Regions from separate parts of the Triticum aestivum genome. Here region 1 is linked to region 2. Evidence: chromatin contacts called from public Hi-C data. All regions are on one chromosome and are shown on one strand. Each heading gives the region's core, a stretch centred on a gene start, on an enhancer-like site or on the middle of the called end of the contact. The rest is flanking DNA. Distances are from core to core; before and after follow the strand shown. Region 1 holds the start of LOC123097960. Region 2 holds the start of LOC123097959 (LIM domain-containing protein WLIM2a).

Region 1 (7,387 bases), core at 169-2,668, 380 kb before region 2:
CCAAATCAGCCCCTTACGAAATAGTGCATAAATTAGAGTTTAAGTTTATATCAGTCTCACAACCCACCATCATCTACTTACTAATCCCACAATGCGTTTTCCTAGGCCCAAGCACGGTAATGTGTCATATAGTCGACGTTCACATGACACCACTAGAGGAAGAACAACATAACACATTATTAAAATATTGAACGAAGACCAACTTCACATGATTACTTATAACAAAACTCCTTCCATGTCCTCAATAACAAACAGAACTATTCACAAATCATATTTGTGTTCATAACCAGAGTAGATAAATATATGATTATCAATCAGAACATGTAATCTTCCACCAAATAAACCGATTAGTATCAACTACAAGATGTAATCAACACTGCTAGCAAACCGCAGATACTAATATGAGGTTTTGGACAAAGATAGAATACAAGAGATGAACTATGGTCTGGATATGAGATGGTGTTAGTGAAGATGTTGATGAAGATGAGTCCTCCCACGATGAGAGAAATGCTGGTGATGACGAAGGTTTCGATTCCCCCTCCCAAAGGAAAGTATTTCCAACGGAATCGCTCCGCCGGAGAGCAAAAGTGCTAATGTCAATGTTTCGTATTGAGACGGCGGCGCTTATCCCAAAAATCTCCTTAATTTTTTCTAGCGCAAATGGCTTCATATATGAGAAGATGGGACACAGAGGCCTGCTGATGGGCCCACAAGCTCAGGTGGCGTGGCTCACTGGTGGGTCCCCTCATAGTGATTATTCTTCCAGTATTCTTTTTTATGTATTTTAAAATAAATCTCCGTTAAATTTCAGGCCATTTGAAACTCCGTAGAATAGCTAAGCTATCTCTGCTGTACCTCTTTTCAGATCCAGAATTCCAGCTGCAGGCAATCTCTTTTTTATGATAAAATTTATAGTTTAAGAGAGAAAATGCATTAGAATGACACCTAAAAGTAGTTTTAAAACAATATAAATAACCGTAGGAAAACATGATGCAAAATAAACGTATCACATCTTCACTTTGCGGGTCTAATTTACATGGGACATGGCCATTGAAAATGCAATGAGGTACTTCGATTTAGATGAAAATCATTTACTCCCTCCGTTTCTAAATATTTGTCTTTTTAGAGATTCAAAATGGACTACCACATACGGATATATATAGACATATTTTAGAGTGTGGATTCACTCATTTTGCTTCGTATATAGTCATTTGTTAAAATCTCTAGAAAGACAAATATTTAGGAACGGAGGGAGTAGTTTGCATGTAATTTATCCGGCTTGTTCAAATTCGGTTTGAAATCGTCCGTACGCATCCGCAAACGAATACCGCGTCCGTCTCGAAGGTCAGCAAGACGTCGGTCGTTCCCACCACCGGCTCGGTCGGACCAGCCCAGCCAGCTAGACCAGCACACAGCACCCACCAAATCCAAATTGGCGGTTGGATCCAGCGATCCAGCAGCCACCTCTCCGCAGCACTTCACCGTTCCAATTGCTCCCCACCCTGACCGCAGTGCTCGCCGGAGATCTCACTAGCACGGCCGCGAGCCCGCCACGCCCGCGGCCATGTCTTCCGGGCATGACTCCTCCGGGACGACGCTGATGGATCTCATCACCTCGGATCCGTCGGCCGCCCCGGCCGCCGGGGCGTCGTCGCAGCAGCCGTCCTCGGGCGGCGGCGGCTCGCTTGGGAGGCCTGCCCCGCCGCCGGCGCCGGCGCCAGCGGATCGTAAGTCGAAGAGGGCGACCCTGATGCAGATCCAGAGCGACACCATCTCAGCAGCCAAGGCGTTCAACCCCGTCAAGGCCCTCCCCCAGCGCAACCGGAAGAAGAAGGCTCGTCTCCTACGCCGCTGCGTCCCTCATTTCTACGCTCTACGCACTCTGATTCCGGTCTCATGCTGAACTCTCTGTTTCTCTGCAGCCCGTCTCGTACTCGCAGCTGGCGCGGAGCATCCACGAGCTTGCGGCGACGTGCGACCAGGTTCGTTGTGCTGCTTCGGTTGAATCGAATTGCGTGTCGTGAGCTTGGATCTGTTGGCTTAAGTTGCTCTCTGCTGCACTACTTTGTACAGAAAAAATCCCAGAGGCAGCTCGTGAACAGTGTGTTCCCCAAGCTCGCGGTGTACAATTCTGTGGATCCTTCGGTGGCTCCATCTCTTCTCATGGTAAGTATGCCATCTTTTAGTGCCGTAGCTGTCTCTTTGCCTCCATATTCCTATATAGGCATCCCCTTTAGTTCGTACAAAGGGAAATGAGCCCACTCCCGGCAAGTTCAGAATATGTGTTCTAAGACTGAAATCAGCCTCCATATTTCTTCATAGACATCCATTTTAATTAGTACAAAGGGAAATGCGCCCTTCCATTCTCACAAAAGGAAAAGAAATGCGCCCTTCCCATAATTCTGCCATGATACTTAAATATGTGTCTTCAGTTGTAACTGAAACTAGATACCTATCGTAGTCTATACTAACATCAGCCTAATGTTTTTGTTTTACTTCAGCTACCTTTTCTCTTACATCAAGTTTATTTCTGTATTTACAGCTCCATCAGCAATGTGAGGACAGAAATGTTCTGCGCTATGTGTACTATTATCTTGCACGAATTTTGTCAGATAATGGCTCCCAGGGTTTAAGTGCTGCTGGTGGAATCCCCACACCAAATTGGGATGCTCTTGCGGACATTGATGTTGCTGGAGGAGTGACTCGGGCAGATGTTGTGCCCAGAATAGTTGATCAGCTTTCAGCAGAATCCACCAGCGACGATGTTGAGTGTAAGCTTCTATACTGTGATCTCAGTGTACATCAAATCATAGCATGCAAAATCTGTGCCCTGGTACAGCTTTTTCCTACTGATTACCAATATTTCATCGGTGCTGTTCCCCATTTGCACCAAAATTAGTCATGTTTATTTTTCTCAAACCCTATGACCTCACTTTTTGGAAACCGATCTCCTCATGGAGGTATTTTGCAGAGGCGTAGTTGGAATTCCATATTCTTGGTAATCATGTCCTGAATAAAAATGGCACCTTATGACCGAGCAAGTTTGTGCAACGTCTTAATTGAAAGTAGGCATACTGGCCATCTATTTTATGACCAAAGAAGCATTTCAAATATCTTCATGTTAGGATCCACAAAAAAAAGAAATATTTATGTCAACCAAATGTTTTCAGCCTTTTGCCTTCTCATTTCAAGTTGTGGCAAATGATTTTTTATTGTGCTTAATTATTAATTTAAGGATTCTGATATTTGAAGTTCATGCGCGGAGACTTGCGGCTCTGAAGGCCCTAACCTCCTCTTCTACAAGCAGTTCCGAGATGTTGGAGAAGCTTAGTGAGATTGTGTTTGGCATTTTGGAAAAGGTTCGTTATACAAGTCCCCCAACTGCCAACATTGTACTTCTTTGAGCTCCTTTTCAGTGTCCCTGGACTCTGGCTAGAAAGCTCACAAGTGTTCTCTTTATGATATATTTTGGATGCTTTCAGGTCGCAGATACTAAACAAAAACGGAAGAAAGGGATATTTACCAAGCAAGGTGGCGATAAGGAGGTACTAGTTGGATCCAAGAGTGTGCATTTAATTTATACACTGCTAAGTACTTTTTGTGTGGGTATATACACCCAACCCTTCTCAAAGAGGCGCAGGGGTATTCCCGTTATGTACCTTCCTAACCTAATGATGGGCACTAAAACTTAGTAATTACATTTATTCATTATACCTCATCTGACACTTTTTCTACCTTATATAGCTAAATAACAACAAACATGATGGCAGGACTTCAAATATTTTGAGATTCCTTATTATGAATGCGAGCTATCCTTATGTTTTTCTTGTATCAATTTGGCAGTCTATTTTACGAAGTAACTTGCAATATGCTTCTCTAAGTGCCCTGAGAAGACTTCCACTTGATCCTGGTAATCCAGCATTTCTGCACCGAGCTGTCCAAGGGTGAGTATAACCTTATTGTCTCTGGGAAGATAAATTAGTCTTATTTTCCATCTTGTATTCATTTTTGCACCTGTTTTTATTCCATGAATTCCCAAGAGGTTGGTGCTTCACATGGACACAAATAGATTTGACGATTTGTAGCATTGTTTCATGATTCTTTTCTTTGGTTGCAATAGTATCTCTTTGTGAGAAACGAAGAATGATGCATGACTCATGTAGTTAATGTTTTTATTGTTTTATTATGTTCTGTTCTATTTCTGTATTAAATTTATTATCTTTTAACATATGTGCCAAAATTAAGAGTTAATTTGCTGTCTATCTGTACAGAAAACTGTCTGCTTTTGCAATGAATTTACAGACATGATAGTACTGTCGCATATCGTCATCTGCCAATAGTAGTTAATAGGAACATGCTGCTGCATAACTGTCATTTTGTTCTCATCGGCGTGATACAACTGCAGGATTGAATTTTCTGACCCAGTTGCAGTGAGGCATGCCTTGTCAATAATCTCAGAAATTGCTGTTAGAGATCCATACTCTGTTGCAATGGCGCTTGGTTAGTTTTCGCTGCTGTTAATTGTTTGAAATTTCTATTTTTATTTGGTAAGATAAAAGCCATACATCGTTATAATTTAGAATGATATATGCTCAAAAAAGTGGGCAACAATAGAGATGTCAACATAGAAATTCCAGTTAATATTTGTACATTTAGTTAATTTCTAACTCATCTGGTTTGATGCTAGTTCTGTAGTTTCTCACTCTCATGTATGACTTGATGTTTTGCAGGCAAAAACGCACAACCTGGTGGTATGCTTCATTATCCTTGTTTTTTAGTCCAGTTTTGATTTTTGATTTGAACATAAATACGCTTGGTCTTTCAGCTTATGTAAAACTCCCTCCGTGCTTGAAAAGAACAAATATACAGTTTGTCTAAAGTCAAACAGTGCAAAAGTGACTGAGTTTATACACACAGAAAAAAAAAACTATCAACAACTGCAATAACAAATTAGTATTGTTGTTCTTGATAGTTTTTTTCTACAAACTTTGCACTGTTTGACTTAAGACAAAACTTATACGCCTTCTTTTCAAGCAGAGAGGGAGTAATTGATAACTTTATTGTGTGCCTGTACGATTCAAGAATTGCAGTTATAGTTGAATTTATCTTAGTTTGAAGAATTAAGTTTCCGCAAATACTTTTTGATTTTTTTTCCTTTTTAGGGAATATTTCTTGATACTCCTTCTGTATTCAAAGTACAGGTAGTGCTAGGAATTTTATTTTCTGGATAACTGCATACATGTTATCTCCAGTTCGTAGATCCATAAGTTACATTTACTTGATACACATCCACATGAAACTGTTATGTGGATAAGTAGTTACCTGGGGAAAAACGTTTCCTTCTTGGCAGTTGCAATAATATCACTTGTTATAGGTTTAAAATGGCAATTCAGTGATACTCGAGGATCTAGGTTGCCTTAAGTGCAATAAATTGTCTGTTTTGAGTTTTGGACTATGATAACCATTTTTTTGGGAGGTTTTTAATTCACCAACAGTATAATTGTGTACAAATAGCTTTGATTCCACCCTGAGACCGAAGGGCATTAGAGCAACTCTTAACAGAACGCCAAATTGGCAGCCTCCAAAACTGTTTTGGGAGTGCACCCCATGATTTTTTGGAGGCTGATGAGCCTACGTGCAAACTCAGATTCTCAAAAATGCAGCCTCCATAATTTGCCCACTCATTTTTGTTGCATCAACTCAAAATTTGTACTAATATTTGGCATAGATTTTTAACTGAACTTCGGTCAGATCAACCTCAAACATTTGAATAACATTGCAAACTAATAGTTCATTTATATGTGTGTGGGCGTGGGGGGGTGGGGGTGGGGGGGATTAGGCGCCTTAGCGACATTGTACATATCAGCGTTTTAGAGAAGGGGAAATCTTCATACACAACTATAGATAACTAAACTAGATGCCACGGGACTTGCCGATGCTGGATGTGGCTTTGGAGTCGCGGGAGGCGGCCTTGCCAGCGCGGAAATGGGCAGGGGGCTCAGCTTCCCATGCCGGCCAGGCACCCTCTTCAGCGTCGGGGCGGTGCCTTCCTAGATGGCGCGCTCTTTTGGCATCCACCGCAATCAATGCTGCCAAGGCTTTGTTGAATCCTGCCCAGCCCGCGTTCTCGTTGAAAACTGAGGCGGGTAGGGCGAGATAGGCGGTGTGGGGGGCGTCTCAAGCCTCCCTAGTCCCTACAGGTGAGGGCGCGACGTTGGCGGCTGTCTCGCGAGACTCCGCAAGCACGCGCTGGATGACGGGATCCTTGTTATCCAAGATCTCTATGCCGACAATCTCAACGGTGGCGTCGTGTTCCTCTTCAGCGGCGGCTTGCTCCTCCTCCTTGACAGCGGCGGCCATGGCTTCAATGGAGGTCGTCTCCTGCTGCCATCGCAGCTCCTCCTCTGTTGGAGGCCAGCGGAGCCAAACGGCGGCCATGCTCCTGAGGGGGTGGCGAGGCGGATGGCGTCGGCGGAGGAAATGGCGTGGGTGGATCTGTGGAGGGGATGGGGAGAGGCTGAGAGATGAGTGGGGGAGAGTGGAGGAGTGGCGACAGATGCGTCAGCGGGCGGCTTTTATAGCTGCGGGCAGGAGATCGTGGCGGGAAATCATGGTGGCAGCGGGTGCGGGCAGGTGGAGACGCGAACGGCTGCCATGAAACTTCCCTCCCGCCACAGCCAAATATGGATGCTAGGACCCAGTTTTTGGATTTCCCTCCATATTTTTTGGAGGCCGAGGCACGTATTGGGAATCTGCTAGTGTGTGTTTTCCCACTCATATCCTCCATATTGGCAGTTATTATGGAGTTTGGGTCCCTTTGCCGAATCTGCTAGAGTTGCTCTTACCTGCCTTTGTCTATAAATGATCGTTTCCTGTTTTGTCAACTTCAATGATGTCACTCGTTTGATTGCGTGACCTGTCAAATTGGAACAGGCGCTCTTCAGGACATCCTTCATCTGCATGATGTTCTCGCAAGAGTTTACCTTGCAAAGTTGTGCCATTCAATATCTAGGGCACGTGTATTGGATGGTAAGTGCAGTTTGCTTTTGTTTTTTTACCGAGTCCACTTTGCAATTCCAGAGTGCATGTATTGATCTGTGCCCCTGACATAATATGATTTACACAGAGAGGCCTGACATAAAATCACAGTACAGTTCTCTCCTTTATCAACTCCTTTTGGATCCAAGTGACAGGGTCTGTTTTGAGGCAATACTCTGTGTTCTGGGAAAAGTTGACAACACAGAAAGGTGGCAATGATGTTTCATCAAGTTATTCTTTGATGTGATGTGCTTTCTGTACCAAAGTTGGAGTTGCATGTTGTGTTGTTAAATCAATTATCATGTGTTGCAGCACTGAGGACAGAGCTGGCGGATGGATCCGGTTAACT
Region 2 (7,022 bases), core at 4,329-6,828:
TTGAGAAAACGTAAAAGCTTTGCGTTTCTTTGCATTGAAAAGATAGAAGTTCAGTTACAAACGTCCGAGGACGCGCAGGTTACAGCGAGATTAGTGTACGTCCCAGGTTTGTGGCAGTACAAGCCGGAGGCCGGGTGCCCCAGCAGCCACCCAAGAGCAGGCCTCGTCCTTGATCCTATCGAGTAGCGTGTTCATGGATGGTGTTGCGCTGTCGAAGACGCAGCTGTTCCTGTGTTTCCAAACCATCCAAGGCACGAGCAGAGCGACGGATTTCAGGGCTTTGTGAGGCTCGGCGGCGTGTTCTGCCTGGCATGCTTCCACCAGTCCATGAGCGAGGGCTCGCGGTTGGGGATTGGGGCTGGAATGCGCAGCCAGGCCAGGGCCTCGTGCCATGCCTGGCGAGCGAAGGGGCATTCCAGCAGCAGGTGCTGGATCGTTTCCGGCTCTTGATCGCATAGGAGGCAGCGGGGGTGATGTTGCAGTACATGTCGAGCCAGTCTCTCAGCGGTCCAGCACCGGTCTTGGTTGGCCAGCCAGTGCCCAACACTTCCAGATAAGCTTCCAGCTTCCAGGTGCAGCAAGTCGTCGATCCATGGAATGTGGCCAAGTAGCAGGATTGTGCAGAGTAGGTGCTGCTAGCCGTCCATTTCCAGATCAGCTGGTCCGGGGCAGCAGAGAGCACGGTGTGCTGCAAGACCTGCCAGAGCTGCAGGTACTGACCAATCTCATGCAAGCCTAGGTTGCCGTGAATGTCGCGTGCCCAGGAGTTGCCATTCATCCCGTCCGCCACGGTTCTCGCCGTGCGCCGTCGCTTGGGGATGCAGTCGTAGAGGTTGGGCAGGAGTTCACGGACGGACTGGCCGTCGATCCACCAATCCTCCCAGAGCAGGGCGGTCCGTCCATTCCCGATGACCATGGACGTGGATGCCAGAACAGGGCACGCTCCATGGAAGAGAACTGGAGGTCGAGCCCTTGCCATGCTCGCTCGGGATCCGTCCTGGAAAACCACAGCCATCGCAGCCGCAAAGCGAGGCCTCGTATGTTGGGATCGGAGTAAGTACTCTTATAGTGTCCTAAAATGTTTGAGAAAGCTATGGCAGAAGTCTTCGGAGGTGAGTATTTTAGATGTTGAAATGAAAATGATGTTTTGCAATTGCAGAGTAAAGAGAATTTTTGTCGTGCTGCTAGACAATTTTCCACTTCTAATGCATGCAACCTATGCTACTCCCCCCGTTCCTAAACCTAAGTCATTGGGGAGTGTAAACTGAACTCCCCCAGCGACTTATATTTCGGAACAGAGGTAATACTTAGCATTCTGGGAACCCCCCCCTTTTTTTTTCTCCAATTGCTACCCATTCAGCAGTACAATTCTCATTTGAAGATCTCAAATACTCATCCTCAGGGACTTCAACAATAGTTTTTACAAATTGTAAGCCTTTATTGCAATACTTTCTTCAATCCGAACATAACTATCTGAAGCATTCGTTGCTATGTCATACATTAACATTCCGAAATGCTACTGTAATCTTCTCTGTAGAATATAACCCAAGATGTCCAGCTCTATCTCTTCTCTGTACAAAATAGTCGTCATGCTCTTGTACAATTTGCACTATGCCAAAAAATAGAGAAGTCATTCGAGGGGGGATTAGATGATTTGCCAATAAGAATGAGCTCTAGCCAAGAGTAAAGTAGATGAACACTGAAATATACTCCCTCCGTTCCATAATACTTGTCATGGTTGTTGTTCAAATTTGAACTAAAACCATGTCAAGTATTATGGAATTTAGGGAGTAGTTAGGTTTCGGTAGGAGAATCTGGAAAGTAATCTTTGTATAGTCTAAAAAGCTCTATTTCCCTAATAGGACGAATTACATAGTTTATGTACATAACCGCCATGGCGTGGAACATTCAAAAGCGGATATTATGTGCTGGGTATGTAGTAAAAATAAGTCCATTGCCGTCATGTGATGACGATGAATCCAAGAGACTTTGCTTCAGTAAATAGCGAGGACTCATTGCTATGCTGTAGAGGAGTAACAGTCAGGAAGAGCGAATGACTTTGCATATGTATAGACTAGAAAAACGTAGCCATTACAAATATACCCATCAGAAAAATAGTCGTTAGGTCCATAGCCGTTGAAATCATAGCGGTTACAAGTATATTGTTGTTTATATGATATCAATAAAATATAGAATAGTGGAATATGGAGAGTGAAAAATGAAGAGTCCACTGGAGCATGAAGAGATAGTGATAGGAAATATTTTGGAGAGGCTCCCTGTAGGAAGATATGGAACACTCAAAAGCTTATCCTGTGGCCAGGGATATGTGAAGAAGAGCTGTACGTCTTTTGAGTTTACATTGCACATTCTTTACAACTGCCCCATCCTGATAAACCTGAGAGTATCCATCACTCAACCTTGGAGCTGGCCATATAGTATAATTATTACCAGGTCTCCATTGAAAGACAGATTATTCTTGAAGTGATGGAATTTACCTTCAATTTCCTAGACGACCTACGGCTGGCAGTGAAAGAGGTTATATGTGATAACCAAACCGAGCGTCAAAAGTATGAAGAGGCGATTATAGCTATTACAGTGGATGAATCTTTGAAACGGTTAGGTTCCCATAGCTTTCTTATTTACTTCGATGTCATTAACTTAGAGATGCTAACGGCTATGCCTGCTGTTGTAGCTACTGCCAAAGGATAAGGCGACCTGATTTCTGGGGTGGAGAGTCAGAACTCTTGGTATGGATTTGATGGTTTTAAAAGTTAACATGCATAGTTGATATAGGCATCAGTTATTCGACAAATTACATCTGGAGAACATCCGACTCGCACGTACAGTCATTTTATGTTTTAAGTAGTACAGTTCATGCATCATTCTTCCCTTTTAGCGCGATAAAGTCAAAAATATACTTTTGTTTAACTTCTGGATGTTCTAAAGTAGGCCACCCTTTTCCGAGTAGATTGATATTGTATTTGTTGGTTGTTGCTTAAATTTTTGTATCTGTATACATGGCTCATTCACATATGATTTTCATCTGGGATCTCCTCTTTCCAGGTTTTGTCTAGACTGTGTCGGCAACCAATCATTATTTACATTCCGGAGCGTGAGGTAAATTCAACTGCCCTAGGTGATGATGAATCTATAATGTGTGCAGAGTGGAGAAGGATAATAAAACTTCATCTATATTTAATAATATGGTTGTGACATGATGGAAGCGATTCTCATAACAAATCAATGGAATAGTTGTTCCAACTGATAAGAGAGAAAAACTGAACAAGGGGTTTTGGTAGAATAGTGACTTTAAGAACACCATCATCATCATCACTATGGGCATTGCATCGTACTATGATAATAGTTGATCAAATCGGAAGGCACGTGTACTAGCAATTGATAATATTTAGCCAAATTTCCTGTTAATTCAATAAAAAAATAAAACTCTGGTTGGAACTAGACAATCTGCCTAAAGTTTCCTTCAGAATGGGTGTTGAAAATTTAAACTGCATTTTGATTTCTGTTTCCTTGGTCCGATGTTCTGAAGGCATAATTAATTGGAAAGGCATTTGCGAAGTGCAGATCGAACTGTTTGAAAGATTGTTGAATACCTTCCCTTTTACCTTTTTTCGATGCTTAAATCCAACTTGTCTCCAAAATTGGAAATACCGTGTGGATTATTGCACCATTTTATTTGTTTCACTGCAATCATGTTTGAGCGTTCTGCTTTGATGGCCTCGTATGTATGTTATGCTTGACGCGGTGCCTCTCACCATTTTCCTCGCTTCATCTCGAACTTAATCTGCCCCTTTTTGTGCAACAGTACCGCGGACGGGGCAACGGGTTCATCCCAATTGCGGAGTATGGGTTGGAGTTTACCAAAGACTCGAAAGAGGGGAAGAAACGGGTGCCGGTGAGACTATTATACAGTGGGAAGAACCATTATGATTTGCTGATATAAAATGGGCACATGAGATCTGCCCCGATGAAGTATCAGAATGCCGGCAGCCACCGCCCATCTGTGGCGCATGCACAAATGCCCCGTTTACTTTCCATGGTTACATCCTTCGATCCTGCTATGCTCCTGCTTGTCAGTTACGATGCTGTAACAGCTGTTTCGTCGATTACAGTCATGGGCATTTGGGGAATTTGTGGATTTGGAGCTAGAAGAATTAGCACTGACCTGATGATAGCGCCACGCGAGCTAACTATGTGCTGCTGCATGGTGCAATGCTGTTTTGGCAGTGGCAGTGATTTGGTTGGCGTGGTGCCGTGGAGTTGTTGATTGCGTTTCCGGTTGGTGCCGGGCAGAATAATGGTGCGTTGGTCGCACTCGCACTCGGTGGTTGACGATTGGACTTGCTTCAAATCCAATCATTATGTGAGTATGTGATGGTTATTAGGTATATCATTTTGCAACGCACTGCTGGCCGGAATGATATCTTCCTTAGATGAGCTGTACGGGCGTGTTTGGTAGTACTATCAGCTTATTAGGGGTACCGTCCGGCCCAGTGAACAAATTTGATGGCTGTTACGGGCACATTCCAGTATGCTCCTAACCATGCTTGAACCGGGCGTTACGAAATTGAGCTGTATCCTGCCCGTATAAGCACGCACGAGCGAATAAATGAGCAATAGTAATCCGTTTGCTAAGCCATAGCTGGTCACCGCCGTGCGTGCTTGCACAGTTGGCACCGCCCCACTCGCCTAAACGGCCCGGCCCCACGCCTCAGTCTCTTCCGTTTAGGCGGAGTAGGCCGAGCTTAGCTTGTGCATGCAATAAAAACACGGCCTTGTCCTCTCGCACCGCAATAAAATACGTAGCAGGAATTAATGCTCACGCAGTGCGCTGTTTGTTGCACAAATATAAATATAGACAAACAAATGCGAACAAGCCGAGTGGTCCGACGAGGCAGCAGGGAAAGAGCTGGCCGACGTGGGCCGCACCGCTCGCCGCTGCGGCAGAGCCACCCCTCCCCCGCACTACATATTCCTCCTTCAAATCAAAATAATAAATTGTTTTAAAAAAATCAAAATAATACGTACGCCCTCCATTCACTATTGCATTATAAGATTTTTTTTTTCTGAACCAGATGTATATAGATATATTTTAGTAGGTTTGTACACTCATTTTAGTCCGTATGTACTTCGTATTAAAATATCTAAAACACCTTATAACAATGAACGGAAGGAGCAGATGCGAGTATAATCTTTTTTCTTTTTGAGTCTAAGATGCCAGTATATATATAACCAATAAAAACAGATTGCCCAAGAGAATATCTCACCTCTCCCCGTCGCAGGGGCTGACCACCGGGCCCCACGCATCGATGCGAATACTAGTAGTCGTTGCTTGTGCTTTTTTTTCTTTGAGGGATAATAGTCGTTGCTTCTGCTGCACTTCTCGCGCCAGTCAGGCCCAGAGCCGCGTGCCACCAAACACACTCCCGCTGACATCCGGTCCCCGCGCGGTCCCGGGCCCACCTACAGTACAGCCGTGCAGCCGGAGGCACGTTCGTGCGCGGAGCACACCACTCGCACAAAAGGCTGTAAAAATTAATTGCGTATTCGTTAATGAGCAGAGCACTGGCGCGGCCCCTCACCCTCATCTCATCTCATCTCACCTCCCTTTCCTTTCCTTCCCCCCTCGCTTCGTTTGTGCGTTGCCTTTTTCTTTCCGCCGCGGCAACTGTGAGCCGGCCCGATCGAGCGAGCCGCCCCCCACGCACCTCAAGAAACCGCCATAATTCCATCCATCCATCCGCTGCCGCGTCCTACGCGGCCATTTGGGGCGCTCGTGGGGTGTTCGTCACATCAACCAGGCCAAGATCAGATCGGCGGCGACGACGGCGACCATGTTCAGCGGGACGCAGCAGAAGTGCAAGGTGTGCACCAAGACGGTGTACCCCATGGACCAGCTCTCCACCGACGGCGCCGTCTTCCACCGCGCCTGCTTCAAGTGCCACCACTGCAAGTCCACCCTCTCCGTATGTCATCTCCCCTCTCGCTCTCTTATCCCTCTCCCTCTCTCCTCCTCTTCTTTTACTTCCGGGAGACAACGCGAGAAGAAGAAGATCGTTGGATGGACGTCAACGGTCGACGGATCTGTAGAATGAAATGCGATGTCAGATCTGCGGATTGCTCTGCCGCACGGATCTGGCGCTTGGATTCCTGTCAGAATCGTGTGCCTAGGATAGGAGATCATGACTTTGTCCAATTCGCATTTTCTGGCTTGGTAAGAACAAGACCAAGAGAAATAACAATCTGTCTGGACATCTTGTTTTGCTATTTGGCAGTTTAGCAGCTACTCCTCGTTCGAAGGGGTGCCCTACTGCAAGCCCCATTTCGCGCAGCTGTTCAAGGAGACCGGGAGCTACAACAAGAGCTTCCAATCACAATCACGTAGGTTTTCAGTCAGCATGACAAAAGTGACTATTGTTTTCTTGATTAAATCTGTCCTGATCCTTGGTTTTGTTTCTTTCAGCCGCAAAATCTGCAACGGAGAAGCTGACTCCTGAGCTGGTCTGTACCATATAGCCTGCCTCTTTCTATATGCGTCTTGTCTCTTTGCTGCCGTGCGATTCCGTTAGTCTTATGTGAAATGTGCTGTTTCAGACCAGATCGCCAAGCAAAGCTGCGGGCATGTTTTCGGGAACACAGGACAAGTGTGCCACTTGTGGTAAAACAGCATACCCTCTTGAGAAGGTAATATCACGGAGTATACCATATTTGTTTTGTTTTGTTTCGTGACCCAGGCGTCAGCATAGCTAGCTAAGATGTATCAGAATTCTGTCATTTCACGAAATAATTGATGTTTCGGAATGTGAAAACTGTCGATTGGTTCGATATTTACTTGCACCTCTGTATAATGATCTGTACTGCACTCTCTGTTCCTAAATACAAGACGTTTTGGCAGTTCAGTTTAAACTGCCAAAAGCGTTTTACATTTAGAAACAGAGGTAGTACCTTTTAGGCAGCCAACTTCCGTCATAATTGTCTTGAATCATCAACTTCCTTTTCAGTTA

Evidence for each region. A called contact is a pair of places that touch in the nucleus more often than the background predicts.
Region 1: a contact with region 2 is called in a Hi-C map of leaf, with 5 times the contacts expected there. The contact joins the promoter of LOC123097960 here to the promoter of LOC123097959 in region 2. A contact is called at or near these places in 2 of 5 Hi-C or Micro-C datasets (both in leaf) and 1 of 1 datasets of contacts at active chromatin or transcription factors (leaf).

The regions. Positions count from the first base shown.
Region 1 is chr4D:366,685,420-366,692,806 of IWGSC CS RefSeq v2.1, reverse strand. It overlaps LOC123097960, which reads left to right and starts at 1,418. Exons shown (of 25, transcript XM_044519823.1): 1 at 1,418-1,834; 2 at 1,923-1,982; 3 at 2,074-2,166; 4 at 2,543-2,771; 5 at 3,253-3,359; 6 at 3,483-3,545; 7 at 3,844-3,944; 8 at 4,406-4,500; 9 at 4,731-4,751; 10 at 6,934-7,029; 11 at 7,127-7,247; 12 at 7,351-7,387. The coding sequence starts at 1,565.
Region 2 is chr4D:366,310,696-366,317,717 of IWGSC CS RefSeq v2.1, reverse strand. It overlaps LOC123097959 (LIM domain-containing protein WLIM2a), which reads left to right and starts at 5,578. Exons shown (of 5, transcript XM_044519822.1): 1 at 5,578-5,984; 2 at 6,294-6,399; 3 at 6,482-6,519; 4 at 6,613-6,702. The coding sequence starts at 5,853. It overlaps LOC123097958 (OVARIAN TUMOR DOMAIN-containing deubiquitinating enzyme 3), which reads left to right. Exons shown (of 8, transcript XM_044519821.1): 5 at 2,510-2,615; 6 at 2,693-2,747; 7 at 3,064-3,117; 8 at 3,824-4,406. The coding sequence ends at 3,961.